2 separate regions of the Mus musculus genome follow, and region 1 is linked to region 2. Evidence: chromatin contacts called from public HiChIP or PLAC-seq data. All regions are on one chromosome and are shown on one strand. The core of a region is the stretch at or near the end of the contact, and the rest is flanking DNA. Distances in the headings are between cores, read along the strand shown. Region 1 holds the start of 4930430F21Rik (RIKEN cDNA 4930430F21 gene). Region 2 overlaps Ctnnd2 (catenin (cadherin associated protein), delta 2).

Evidence for each region. HiChIP or PLAC-seq counts read pairs in DNA pulled down with a chosen protein or histone mark.
Region 1: an H3K4me3 HiChIP or PLAC-seq map of the SCID.adh cell line shows a contact between it and region 2, with 11 read pairs. The contact joins the promoter of 4930430F21Rik here to the enhancer-like site in region 2. A contact is called at or near these places in 1 of 39 promoter capture datasets (embryonic stem cells), 1 of 484 Hi-C or Micro-C datasets (embryonic stem cells), 1 of 115 datasets of contacts at active chromatin or transcription factors (the SCID.adh cell line) and 2 of 9 other capture datasets (adipose tissue and liver).

Annotation. Positions count from the first base shown.
Region 1 is chr15:31,035,558-31,042,267 of GRCm38.p6, forward strand. 4930430F21Rik (RIKEN cDNA 4930430F21 gene) reads left to right here and starts at 3,569. Exons shown (of 4, transcript NR_045186.1): 1 at 3,569-3,712; 2 at 4,500-4,568; 3 at 5,611-5,872.
Region 2 is chr15:30,971,206-30,977,511 of GRCm38.p6, forward strand. Ctnnd2 (catenin (cadherin associated protein), delta 2) reads left to right here. Exons shown (of 23, transcript NM_008729.3): 19 at 1,588-1,672. Among named protein-coding and RNA genes, the nearest start is that of 9630009A06Rik, 7.6 kb to the left of the region's middle. Within about 2 kb of position 3,401, at least 12 of the 459 cell types and tissues checked have an H3K27ac peak or open chromatin away from gene starts, as enhancers often do. A contact at or near this core is called in the SCID.adh cell line, where this site is marked.

The DNA.
Region 1 (6,710 bases), core at 2,319-4,818, 65 kb after region 2:
CTAAACCAGCATAATCCTTACAAACATTCTAAATATTTCTCCTTATACTCAAGCTAAGTATAATCGTCCTTCCTCATTTAGAAAACGTCTCTTTGCAACAGACAGATCATTACAAAAAGCCACAATCAATCAAAATTCAGAGTTCCTGAGTCTAATCCCAGCTTATATACCTACAATGCAGTGTCTGCACCTAAGGCATGAGGAGCATTGTGCAAGAGTGAATAGAAAGGTTGTAAAGGGCAGAAGGATGGGGAGTCTCCTGGGTGGATGTCTCTTGGAAAAGTCAGAAGCCATACTCATAAAGTCTCACCATCATAAATATCTAAACATGACCTGGACAGGGATGACATCAATATATGGTCAAGACCATGCAAACCTCAATCCCATACAAAGAACTATAGACAACTAAGGCATGCCAAAAGTGGGAGAAACGGTCTTCCCAGGGAAGAGTACCCCAATAAGTTATCCAATGCCAAATGGTCAACCCTGAAAGTATACATGCAAATAATAGTATACAGACTGAGCCAGCTGTATTTGTTTATTTATGAATATATATACACACATGAGTATATGTATATGACTATACTTTCATATGAATGAATATATTCATATATATGCATATGAACACACATATACATATACATATGCGCATGAGTTGGGAAAAACCATTTCTCCCCCTTTCAGCATGCCTTAGTTATCTCTAGTTCTTTACATAACATTGAGATCCCATAATCTTTTCCCCATCTGCACATATGATTGATTGTTCCTGGTGCAAGTTATGATTCTGACAGAAACCTTTGTGCCAGAGATGCCCTCCTTCTTACTCTGTCTCTCTGTCTCTGTCTCTTTTTTCCTTCTCCCCCTTTCCCTTCCCTTCCCTTCCCTTTCTTTCTCTTCCTTTCTTTCTTTCTTTCTTTCTTTCTTTCTTTCTTTCTTTCTTTCTTCCTTTCTTTCTTCTTTCTTCTTTCCTCTGATTGATTGGTTAGTTGGTTGGTTGGTTGGTTGGTTGGTTGGTTGGTTGGTTGGTTGGTTGATTGGTTGGTTGATTGACTGACTGATTGATTACTTGATTGACTGACTGATTGACTTATTGACTGATTGATTGACTGATTCACTTACTTCATTCTGATTTAACACATGTGAATCCATGCTAATGACAACTATCTTCAAAAAGGAAGGCCATCAACCTCCATACCCAAAGTGAATCTGGAATGCAGACTGTTCCTGCTTTTGCAAGTCAATTGTATGGCACTGAAAGTAAGTGGGTCCTCTGGAAAGAACACTAAATAACTGGCATCCTTTGAAACCTGTTGGATCTTGGGGTTCTTCCTCCAGCACCCCCAACCTTCAGGCTCATGTTCCTCACAGGCCCAGCTGCAGTGACTGCAACAGCCCTGTTCACCAGAGGTGCCACAGTATGGTGCTATTTCCCTTCAGGCTTAACCCAACCTTTAGCAAAGTTCTCCAAAGCTAATTAGCAAGTAGGTGATGGCATAGAGGTGACATTGGGAAGAGAAGGAAAATATCCCATGAATCCTCACTGAGGCTGAGCTCATGCTGCTTCTGTTTGGCCCACACTGTGGGCTTCACACTGACTGGCACCTGCAGGTCAGATGCTAGAGTGGGTGTGAAGACATTTTAGATATTCATTGTTGATAAAGCTCTCAGTACCCACAGAGGGCACTAAAGATGCTGCTGCTGTGGTTTTTAGGGCACCATCTCCAAGCTGATAGCTGCCAAGAAAAACTATGCAGAACACAGTTCAGGTTAGGGCATCTTTGAAGTATGAAAAACAGCTGTCCTGGGATCGTAGAAGAGGCAGATAATTAGGAAACTCTTTGCTCTCAGAGGCTCCATGCATGGAAGAAAGTAAACAGAGCTGCCAGGTTGGAAGTTGACATTACACAATGACAATTTAGCTATAAGGATGTGAGGACGTCTCTCTGGAGCACTGCAGCTGTCACAGTTCTCGTCTTGCATGTAACCAAAACCCGAACCCAGATTGCAAGAAACAAAATTGAATCAATTGACAGATGTAGATGAAAAGTCCAAAAATGGTTAAACTTTGGGCTTGGCCAGACTCTCGGGGACCAAAGTCACCCTGGGCTCGTTTTCCTCCAGCTCTGTCTCCAGCTGTCTAGGTTTTCATCTCCAAGTTCAGAGGTAATAAGATCTCCAAGAAGTTTGTGCTCCCAGCTTGGAATCCATTAAGAATAAGCCCAAGAAGCCTCAGCAGAACACTTGGGTGTCTAACTATTGTCAGGTCATGAGCTCATCCCTGAATGAATCCTTATGTATTGAAGAATGGAAACCTCTCAAGACACAAACTGTGCTTTTATGAGATTCATCAAGTGCAAAGCACCACACCAGAGGCTTCGCTGTGCGGTTCTTAAACGGATTTTGAGAACAACTCCTAAGAAATATCTTTGCTCTTTCTGATCTTCTAGGCAATAAAGAGAGGCTCGGAGAGATGAAATGGCTTGTCCAGAGGGCTGGGGCAATGGCTCGGTGGATAAAGTACTTACTGCACAATGTGAGGACCAGAGTTCGAGTCCTCAGGAACCACATAAAAAAGCCAGGCAAGCATGGTAACTGCCTGTAGTCACCGTGCTCAGAAGTCCTGGCGTTGTATCTGCCTGGAACTGGCGAGCTATAGCTTCAGTGAGAGATCTTGCCTCAATAAAAATGAATAGCAATTAAGGAATATACCTGACATAAACTTGAGTTTTCCATATGAATACACATGCACACACATATGCATGCACTCATACCCAAATAACTTCTCCAGAGTCACAGAGTAAGTGATGGGATTTAGAGGGCAATACTGGACATAGAATTCTTACAGTCGAATCACACTAGAGCTGCCAAGTCCAAAGCAGAGTGGTCCACAGGATACTCGACAGGTAGTCAGCACTTTCCACAGATACACACTAGTTTGTCAGACTGATTAATAAAGTAAACAGCAAGACAGGCCCTAATATTTCAGCTGCCTCTATACTCCCTATCACGACCTGTATATTGGGACTTGTTTCTTGTCTGAATGATTCACCTCATTTTCTTATGCAGCCTACACCTCAGTTTACTGGAGGTCTAGGTCTTTTTTTGGTTTGACTTCAAGTTCTGGTTTTTTTTTTTTTTCCAGAAACGAACTTGTGTTACCAAGAGCCTCTCTTCCCACATCCATGCACTTGATATTTTCACCCACACTTATATGTCATCCTTTTCCACCTTTTGCACCTTCATTCATGACTGAACTGGCATAGTACTACTTACTATAAGACTATCACAGACCTTCATCTCCATCTCGTGATAGAAAGCAGCTTGCCCATTCGGGGGCATGCAGACTCAGAAGATTGTTGTTCATGTCATATATGCCACCAAGAAACCAAGTGAGCCTCATCTGCTTAACTTCTCTAAGAGTTGCCCATCACAATGGCCACAGTATGTAGTGAGAGCATTGCAATGACCACATAATGTGGAAAGAGCATCACAAAGACCATATCATGAAGTAACAGCATCACAATTACCATAATACATAGTAACAGTATCTCTGCTTTAAAGTTTCTACAGTGCTGAGAACCCTTAAAGTGTGCTTCTAGACCTTTTGCCTTTGGCTTTCTAGACTGCTTTAACCAAGACGCCACAGGCCAGTTGATTTAAACAAAAGTATTTTCTTTTCATAGACTCAGATGGAGGCACCAGTAGATTTGAGGTCTGAATATTTTTGTTAATAGGAAGCTATATTTTTTACTGTGGCTTCTTTCTATAGTAGAAGCAAAATGAGAAAAGTGTGTGTGTGTGTGCATGTGTGTGTACACGTGTGCACATGTGTGTTCACACCACACTGCATATGTGAGGGTCAGAAGACAATCTCACCCTCCACCTTGTGTGAAGCAGGGTCTCCTTTGTGTTTATGCTGGATAGCTGGCCTTGTGGGCTTTTGTGGACTCCATGTCTCCACTACATCTCACCACTACATCTCACCACTACATCTCACCACTACATCTCACTGTAAGAATGCCAAGATTGAAGAGACACTGCACCATATCTTTCTTTTCCTTGGGTTCTGGGGATTAGAACTTGGGTCCTCAACATAGGTCAAAGGACTTTAACCACTGAGCTATCTTCTGGTCCAGAAAATGACTTTCTTGCCTGAGTCTCCATTTGCCCCATCTGCAGAAGAAGAGGGTTGACCTAGAGGTTTGACTCCCAAGTTCCTTCCCAGCAGATTTACTCTCTGGCATCTGTGGGTTTGTTCAGTGGTGCTTTCCTTTCTTGCTACTATAGCTTTGAATTCAGACACTATTTTTAAAACAAAATTTTGTACAAGGATAAACAACAGCTCCCTCAATGTCCCCTATCTTATTTGCAGCCCATATACAAAGGTCTTTCACAACAAAGTAGTTCCTTGCCTGCCCATAAAAATCTCACCAAGTACTTCTCAGTGATGAGAAAAGTGCTCCGCTCAGGTTTTTAATATACACTTCTGCTCTGCACAGCTCCCTCCGGAAACTCTGCAATTTGCTTTCTATTACAGGACAGGAGTAGATCATCTATTTTAAAAGGATGTAAGTGGGGCTGGGGAGATGGTTCAGTCTGTAAAGTGCTTGATGCATAAGCATAAGAACCTGTGTTCATTTCCCAGTGTCTATGTTTAAAATGCCTGGCATGGTGGCATATGCTGGTAATCCCCAGTACCGGGGAAGGAAAACCAGGAAGATCTGTCCCTGGACCTTTCTGACCAAGCAGACTATGCGAATCAGTGAATGTAAGGTGAAAGTGAGAGATCTTGTCTCAGAACAATAAACAAGCAAACAAACAAACAAAAAAAAAAAAACAAAAACAAAGAACACTCAAGGAAGACCTCTACTTGCTCGGGCATACCTACACACACACACACACACACACACACACACACACACAGAAAGAGAGAGAGAGAGAGAGAGAGAGAGAGTAGTCTCTCATTGGCTACTTGAAGCTGCCTCTCCAACAGATGCCACAGTTAACATCTTAGCATCTAGCAGGATTTTGTCTTCCAGCTACCGCTGGCCATGCTGCTTCAAAATGATGCACAGTTACCCATGCAAATAACCTTGGTCTCTGCACCACATGAGACATGTTCATCTTTCAAAAGAATGAATCACAAACACAGTGCTTCGTGTTTAGCTTACAAATGTAAAGGAATGAAAAGTTACAAAATCCACGATTCCAAATCTCTGAGAGAGCCATTTGTCAACCGTATACACCCCACTCCTTGATTACAAATGTCCACCTTTGGAGACATTGGTGAAACAGAGAAACTTGCTTAGAGAATACAGTTTGTATAGTGCCAACACAGGTTATAAAAATATCCAATAACAATCACTGACAGGTTTTATTTCAGGTAGAAAATGTATTAGAGTTGGCAAAAAGAAGAGACAAGACCTGAAATAATTTACACTTACACATTTTTTTTCCTGGCGTTCAGCATCAGTCTGTGACATACATAGATGGCACATAAGGGAAGACTTTGATCTCCTTGGGAGCACTTGTTTGAATTTAGCCTTTCTTTAATTCATAAGATGCTGCTCTGTTTTCTAGAAGTTCCTTTGTTGATGATTTGTTTCTTAGTCAAATAAGATCACAAGCAAGACAGAAGTCTTTCAGGTAAGAGGCTGAGTGATAATGGAGCAAAGGGGCGTGTGAAGGATGCTGGAAAGCCTGATGACACGGGCAGGTAGAGATGGCTCCAGCACGGGAGCTAAAAGCCAGCCACAGAGAGGAGCAGGCAGGACAGACAGCAGCCGTGGGCCACAGAGGAAATCATACCCACACTCCATCATCCATACAGACCCAGGACAAGAAGAGGCAGGATGCCTAGTGCTCCACCAGGGTGAGTCTCTTTAATTGCTGTGTCTATTCTCCCTACTCTCTTTAGTCCCTCACTCCCAGTCCTGTGCACTCTCTGTAAGGGACCAAAATGGAATGATAGGAGCCAGCTTTTCTGTCTCAACCTCCAACAGTTAGAAAACTAGACGTAGCTGGGCGTGGCAGCACACGCCTTTAATCCCACCACTTGGGAGGTAGAGGCAGGCAGATTTCTGAGTTCAAGGCCAGCCTGGTCTACAAAGTGAGTTCCAGGACAGCCAGGGCTATACAGAGAAACCCTGTCTCGAAAAAAAAAGAAAAAAAAAACAAAACAAAACAAAACCTAAGAAAGAAAGACAGAAAGAAAGAAAGAAAGAAAGAAAGAAAGAAAGAAAGAAAGAAAGGAAGGAAGGAAGGAAGGAAGGAAGGAAGGAAGGAAGGAAGGAAGAAAGAAAAGAAAAGAAAAGAAAAGAAAAGAAAAGAAAAGAAAAGAAAAGAAAAGAAAAGAAAAGAAAAGAAAAGAAAAGAAAAGAAAACTAGATGTGTGTGTGTGTGTGTGTGTGTGTGTGTGTGTGTGTGTGCGTAGAAGCTGAACCTGGGTAAAGGGAACTGAGTCTGTGTAACAGATGTTGGGAAGAACCAAGTGAGGTAAGCCCCAACACTGCTGCCTGAATGTTTGTGCCTCCCCAACAAACACACACATCTGTAGGAATCGTGTGTTGAAATCCCAAGTTGATAGCATTTGCAGGTGGGGCCTTTTGGAGTGGGAAGACGTGGTGGACCTTCTATAAAAGCATAAGACCTTTATTGAAGAGGTCCAAAGGGAGATTCACACTTCAGCCGTGACTTCTCTGCCTCACTCG
Region 2 (6,306 bases), core at 2,151-4,650:
AAATTTCACAGATACAGCATCCCTGTCTTGATTAGAAGAGACTTTCTGATAGCAGGTGTCTTGGTCCTCTGACTTTTAGGAAAAGGCAACAGAAAAGTGTGTAAGAATCAAATACATTTTGTCTTACTTCAGAGATTATTTTCAGTGGCTCTGTCATCCATAACAGTCAGCTTCTAGACTGTTCACTGCTTTGGAGGCCTCATTAGTTATAACATCTTGCCCAACACCAGGAGTCACATGGACCACAAGCCTACAGCCCACATCATACCTTCTCCTTGTTTTGTGTGATACAGTGTTGTATGCACGGAAACATAGCCACATTCTTTCTTCTTGCTAGAGTGACAGCTAATTGACTAAATGTGAAAAGGACCATAGGACCCCCAAAACTATCTCACTCCTCACAGGAAAAACGGAACTGGCCTGTAAGGTAGACCATATCAACGGTGGCCACTAGTGTAGCCCACATCTGCTACTTTGTGGGGTTTTCATTCTTCTATCCTTCTCCAACCCTTTTCTTCCACCCTTTCAACCCTTAACACTAGATAGGAGAGAGGAAAAGGATAGGGGGGAAAAGGGGCTAATTTTATCTTTAGTCTACGTCCTGCTGATTAGAGTTGTTGAGTTCCCTGGGGCAAATTTGATCTCTGCAGTCAGGATATCTAATTTCTTCTTCTTTCTTCTTTGTGCATGAGTACTTAACAAACCATGACCAACAGCAACCAACCAACCACCTACCCCACCTCTTGGGACCCTAGCATTTATCTATCCTCTGAAAAGTCCCCAGAATTCCAAACATCAGACAGCCACAAAAACTATCTGCAGTTGGCAAAATCACGCTTCTGCTAGAGCCTGAGGCAAATCATAGTCAGCTGCTGTGGACAGTCTGAAGCAGCATCATATCCCACACCTGGGATTAAAACTAAAACATATTCCCATAATAATTTTGTGGTTTTCAAAGAAACCAAAATTCTCAGTACATGGCAGAATTAGGCAGTTGGTGGTAAAACCATTCTGTTAGAACTAAGATCTACAAGTAGTTAAAAAGCTTCTTTAGAAGCACCAGTCAAAGGGACTTCAAGAATCTGATGGGAGTTGAATCAATATGGCTATACTGACCTAGTCTCTGTTTTGACATACAGATTGGCATTGAACAAAAGGTAAGAGGTTGTGCCTTCATAGCATTTGCAAAGGCAATCCGAGAAAAGATTAATAAACCATAAGTTCCTATGACCTTGATCCAAAGGACTTGAGGAGCATACAAGGCTTCATAGATTCTTGTTCATGGACATTCTCCACACATACTCCAACAAGGCCACACCTTCTAATATTACCACTTCCTGAGCCAAGCATACACAAACCATCACAGAGACTCTACTGCTCCCTACTTGTCACTGTTCTTATGTTTATGTTTTGGAAGTTCTTTGCCAAACTCTAGTGCCTGCCTGCCTGTTAACCTTTCCAGGCATGTTGCTGAGAAGGAGACTGGGGGCTAGGGAAATAATTCTTTACTGAAGATAAAAACCAAAAGGGTGACAAGACAGTGCGGTTCCAGGTCATCATCTGTGTTTCCTGCCTTTTCCTTCTCAGGCACTCTCCAAAGGTGGTCAAGGCTGCTTCTCAGGTCCTAAACAGCATGTGGCAGTATCGCGATCTGAGGAGTCTCTACAAGAAGGTAAGATTGCTTTTGCTTATACCTGAGGATCCTGGGATCACAGGTGTGGGGCCCAAAGGGGCCAGATGTGACCATAGTAAGAAGTATCCCATATATAGGAGGTGTTTGTCAAAAAGCCTTAGCTGAAACAAGAGTTTCAGGATGCTAAGGAGAAATTTTTCATCCATATTCCAAGATACCAAGAAGGCTCTCACTATCCTGACAACACCAAATGATCTCTTTCGATTCTCTTAGAGCCTATAATTTTTTTCAAAATTTGTATTTATTATTATTATTATTACATGTGTGTACGTATCTGAAAGATTTTATATATATATATATATATATATATGTGTGTGTGTGTGTGTGTATATATATATATATATATATATATATATATATATATATATGCCACAGTGCACAGTGCACAGAACAACTTGTAAAGTTGGTTCTCTCCTTCCATCTTTATGTGGGTTCTAGACTTGCACACCAAGCACTTTTGCCTGCTAAGCCATCTTCTTAGCCCTGTGATTTCTTTTATTTTAAAATGTTCATTTACTTATTTACTTGTTTGTTTATTTTGCATGTGTGTGCCTGTGGGTATGTATGTGAATGCAGGAAACCACAGAGGGCTGAGGACAGCTAGTCTACTGGGTATAGAATTAGAGGAGATTTTGAGTCATTATGAGGATGCTGAGGAAGGAGCTGAGGTTCCTGGAAGAGTGAGGAGTTAGTGAGATGCCTCTCCATCCTCCTCTTTCATTTTGTAATTAACACATAATAAATATACATATTTATAGAGTACAGCATGCTGGCTCAATACATACATCCATTGGTTATTGGCCCCACTTCAGATATTTACCTCAATCATCCTCTTAAGCGTGTATCATTCTTCATGATGAAAAAAGACCTCAAGATTCACCCCTCTAGCTATTTTGAATGCCTGATAACAATATTTTCAATAATATTAATTCACTTTATAGAAAAAAAAATTTTTTTCCAGAGGTCACATATTCCAAAGTAGACCCAAAAGTCATAAATTTAGGGATTTTGAGAAAAAAATTAACAACATCAACAGGTTTGAACAAGTAGTTGCAAAGAGAACACAGCATGGAAACAAACCCAAATAACTCAAGAACAATTGAGGGATTCAAGAACATGGCAGCTGAAAAAAAAAAAAAGGCAAGATGCAGTCACTGCTCCATGTTCCTAGGCCCTGAAGAGGTTGCCCAGAGGATGGAGATGAAGGTCTTCCTGACCCGCATGGACCACAGGAGGTTGGCATTTATTCTGTAGGCTCAAATGGCTAACAGGAATCCATTTTGCATTTAAAAGTATCTTCACTCTCAATGTGGTCAAAGGCTAAAACCTGGAAAGTCCATTTCTGGAGATGTTGGCTCTGTAGCTCAAGGCTGAGTTCCCCTGAAGAAAGGATGCTGACATTTTCTTTGTGATTTAGGGGCCAGGTGGGCACTATTAATAATATTTTCTAGGACTTTTGATTTTGCGACCCCTAGTTGAGCATGTGTGGAGAATTTAAATCTCACTAGTAAGTAGAGATGGAGAACATCATAAATGTATAAGGAAGGAGACCAGAGTTCAGAAGGAGACAACAGAGCTGGTCAAGGTGGGTAGCTTCCATCCACCAGCCAAGTGGCCTCCTGCTAAGAAAGCCAGCACCACTGTGTGCATCCCATGCCACCAGCCCTAGCAGGCCACCAGCCTCTAGAGCAGGGACATGAAGTCACACACAGTGTCTCACATCAGAAGGCATAAGAGCCCTCTTGCCAGAGGCACCTTTTGTCACCGCCAAGCCTGTGGAAAGTGAAATATTTAATACCTGGCTCTTGTATGTTTTAGTCTATTTTTAGATTTCCCCAAGGACCCTCCTTCTCCCCTTAAGCACTTTAAGATTATAAAATGCAACTTACACACTTCTCTTTTCAAGTTTTCCTGTGCTTCTAGACATAGTATACTTAATTTGACACTTAGATCATAAAACTATGAGGTGTGGGAATATTCCAGATTGGTGATAAATGTTGCTAAATGTTTTCTTTTTTAAAATGAGCAAACGTTTGGGGGCTCTTTTCTGTTTTGCATCAAATTCTAACCTCCATGGTTTATGCTTAGCTCCTTCTTGGGCTCCTCCAGAAGCCAAGTGAAATCTCCCTCAGAAAAGGTCATCCTGTTAAACAGATAGGCAGACATGACGATTACCCTTAAACGGAATGAAGCTGGTGGTTCCGAGCCAGTGGCCATAGGAGCTCCAGGAGGCACTGCCTCCCACAATGCACCTGCACTCACATCCAGGGCACGCCCACTCCTCTGCAGTGCACCTGCTCATGCTATGTGCACCGTGGGAACCCAGCTTTGAGAAGCTCTCAAGCTATTTACGGAATGGTAGTGTGAGCTTTTCACTTGAGAGTTGTTGGGTTTGGTGGTGGGGGGGTGTTGTTTGGTTTGGTTTTTACTTTGTTGGTAGTAGAGTTCAAAAAGCGTAATTGTCTTTCTATTTTCATAAAAAGAAGAGTGTGCTGACAGGAATTTAATGGAGCTAAACCTCAAGAGCTGAGCTGATTTAAAATGTGTTTCATATGAGCACATTCGAGAAAGATGGGCTGGAGAAATCAATGTGATGTTTTTAGTTGGTCCATGATTAAAAAATGTTGAGAAAGAGCTGTTCTTAATCATTTCCAAATTACACAGTTGTGAAATGAAACAGGCGCCTCTGGGCTCAATGTCACGCGCTCTCTGGATAACAAGGCTGAGCATTCGAAATCACTTCCCCTTTGAAAGTCCTGCGAAAAGGCCGTTTATTCTTCATCTCCCATTGTCTTTAATCGTCAGGGAGACCAGTTTCTGTTCTGTGCTTCACTGACAATTTATACACCACCGAAAAGCTGTCTGATCCATATCTTTTAATTATCCTCATTTCGGATCTACTTATTAGATTCTATTAGAGGTCACTAAATGAAAGGCTCCAAGGAAAACTTACAACACGGAGGCCATGGCTGCGGGCCTGAGGGTGGAGCAATGGTTGGCAACTCTATTACGTTCTGAATCGTATACATTAGGTTTTGAAGCATGGCTCAAAGGGAAAAAATTATAGAGCTAAATCTTGAAGAATTTAAATTTTTTATAATTAAGAGTTTGAGGTAAGGGCATTATAAGACGGAATATGTGACTGGGAGGTAGAAATTGGGGTGTCTGAGACCCAATTTGGATCTCAGTTGAGTCACAAGACCTAAATCAGTTCACGCACAGCCAGGCCCAGAGGCCAGACATGCACTTCTTTTAGCTTACCTGTCTTATTTTTCAGAGATACGTTTAATCAGCTAGAATCCTTTGGCTCTGTGGTTTCTGAACAAAACAAAACAAAACTGTGATTTATTCATGATGCATTTGGTGCCCGCAAAATACACTCGTTATCTGGACCTTCAACTAGAGTGGAGCCCATCTGAATTATCCACTTGAGGAAAAATACTCAGCGTTTACCACAGGAGCATTACATAGTGCACCAGCGTTCTAAACAGCCCTGGTGTTTAGCTAACCTTACACAGACCTATAAAATCCCTTCTCTGTGAACAACTAGTGAATGGTTCATCAAAGCAAGTAAGGGAAATTGTGAGATTCACGGAATCTTGTGAAGTGCTTGTCTTTGTAGAAATTTGGGACTGACAAAATGAGTGCTTCTGTTTGACCATGTTTGAGGACTCTTAGAATAGTTGGCTTGGGGAAACAGGAAATAAACGTTTGAGAAGGGCATCAAAATATAAAAATAACTGCCAAAATTCTATGTGACTCTTGGTGATCTTTCCACGAGCAGTCACCAATAATAGCATGGATGTACACAAAGTCACTACAAAGTGGACTCAGTTATCTAAATAGACCCCTCCTCCTGCCACGGACGTGATCAGGCAGGGGCCCTCTGGTCTCTCATGTTACCCTGCATCTCTCCTGTGTTAGTGAAGCTTATTGGCTCCCCCTCCCACCCCCATCTTGTCCCAGACAAACAGGAAAAAGAGCTCTATAGGCAAAGAGCAGAAGCTGCCAAGCTCCCACTCACACCCAAGGAACTAGACCTCAGCCTGGGCCAACATTCAGCTGCTAGGGTCGTCCAGAAACGTGATTGCCATGACCCCTTTGAAAATTCCATGGCAGAAGAAAAGCAGTGTCAGCTCCAGCAGGCATTTTATTGTTTAGACATTCCTAGTGCTGATGGCAAACCTGGCCCATCAAAGCGGCATTCCACTCCAGGGTGGCTACAGTTAGCTCTACACACACTTCTCCTTATCTGCAACTTGGGCCTCCAAGCCACACCGAGCACGTGCAATTTCTCATCTCTGTCTTCAGGTCTCCAGAAGGTCACACCCAGGTGGCCAGACATTCTGAGTTCTAATGCATCAGGGTAGCGTAAGCCTTTGCCACTGCAGTGACTTATGGCCATGGGCATGCGAGTCCGTTCACGTGTCTTCCCTGAGTTAACCTTCCTGAGTGAATATGGGCTCCGGGTTTCCATGAGACAGGAGACAAAGGGAGGCCGTGCTTCCCTGCTGCTAGACACTGAATGTCTGCCAATGACTTTGTCAGCAGATTCCTGCCTAAAAGCCTTGCCGTATTACTTGTAGAAATAAAAATGGCATAGACTCAGAATC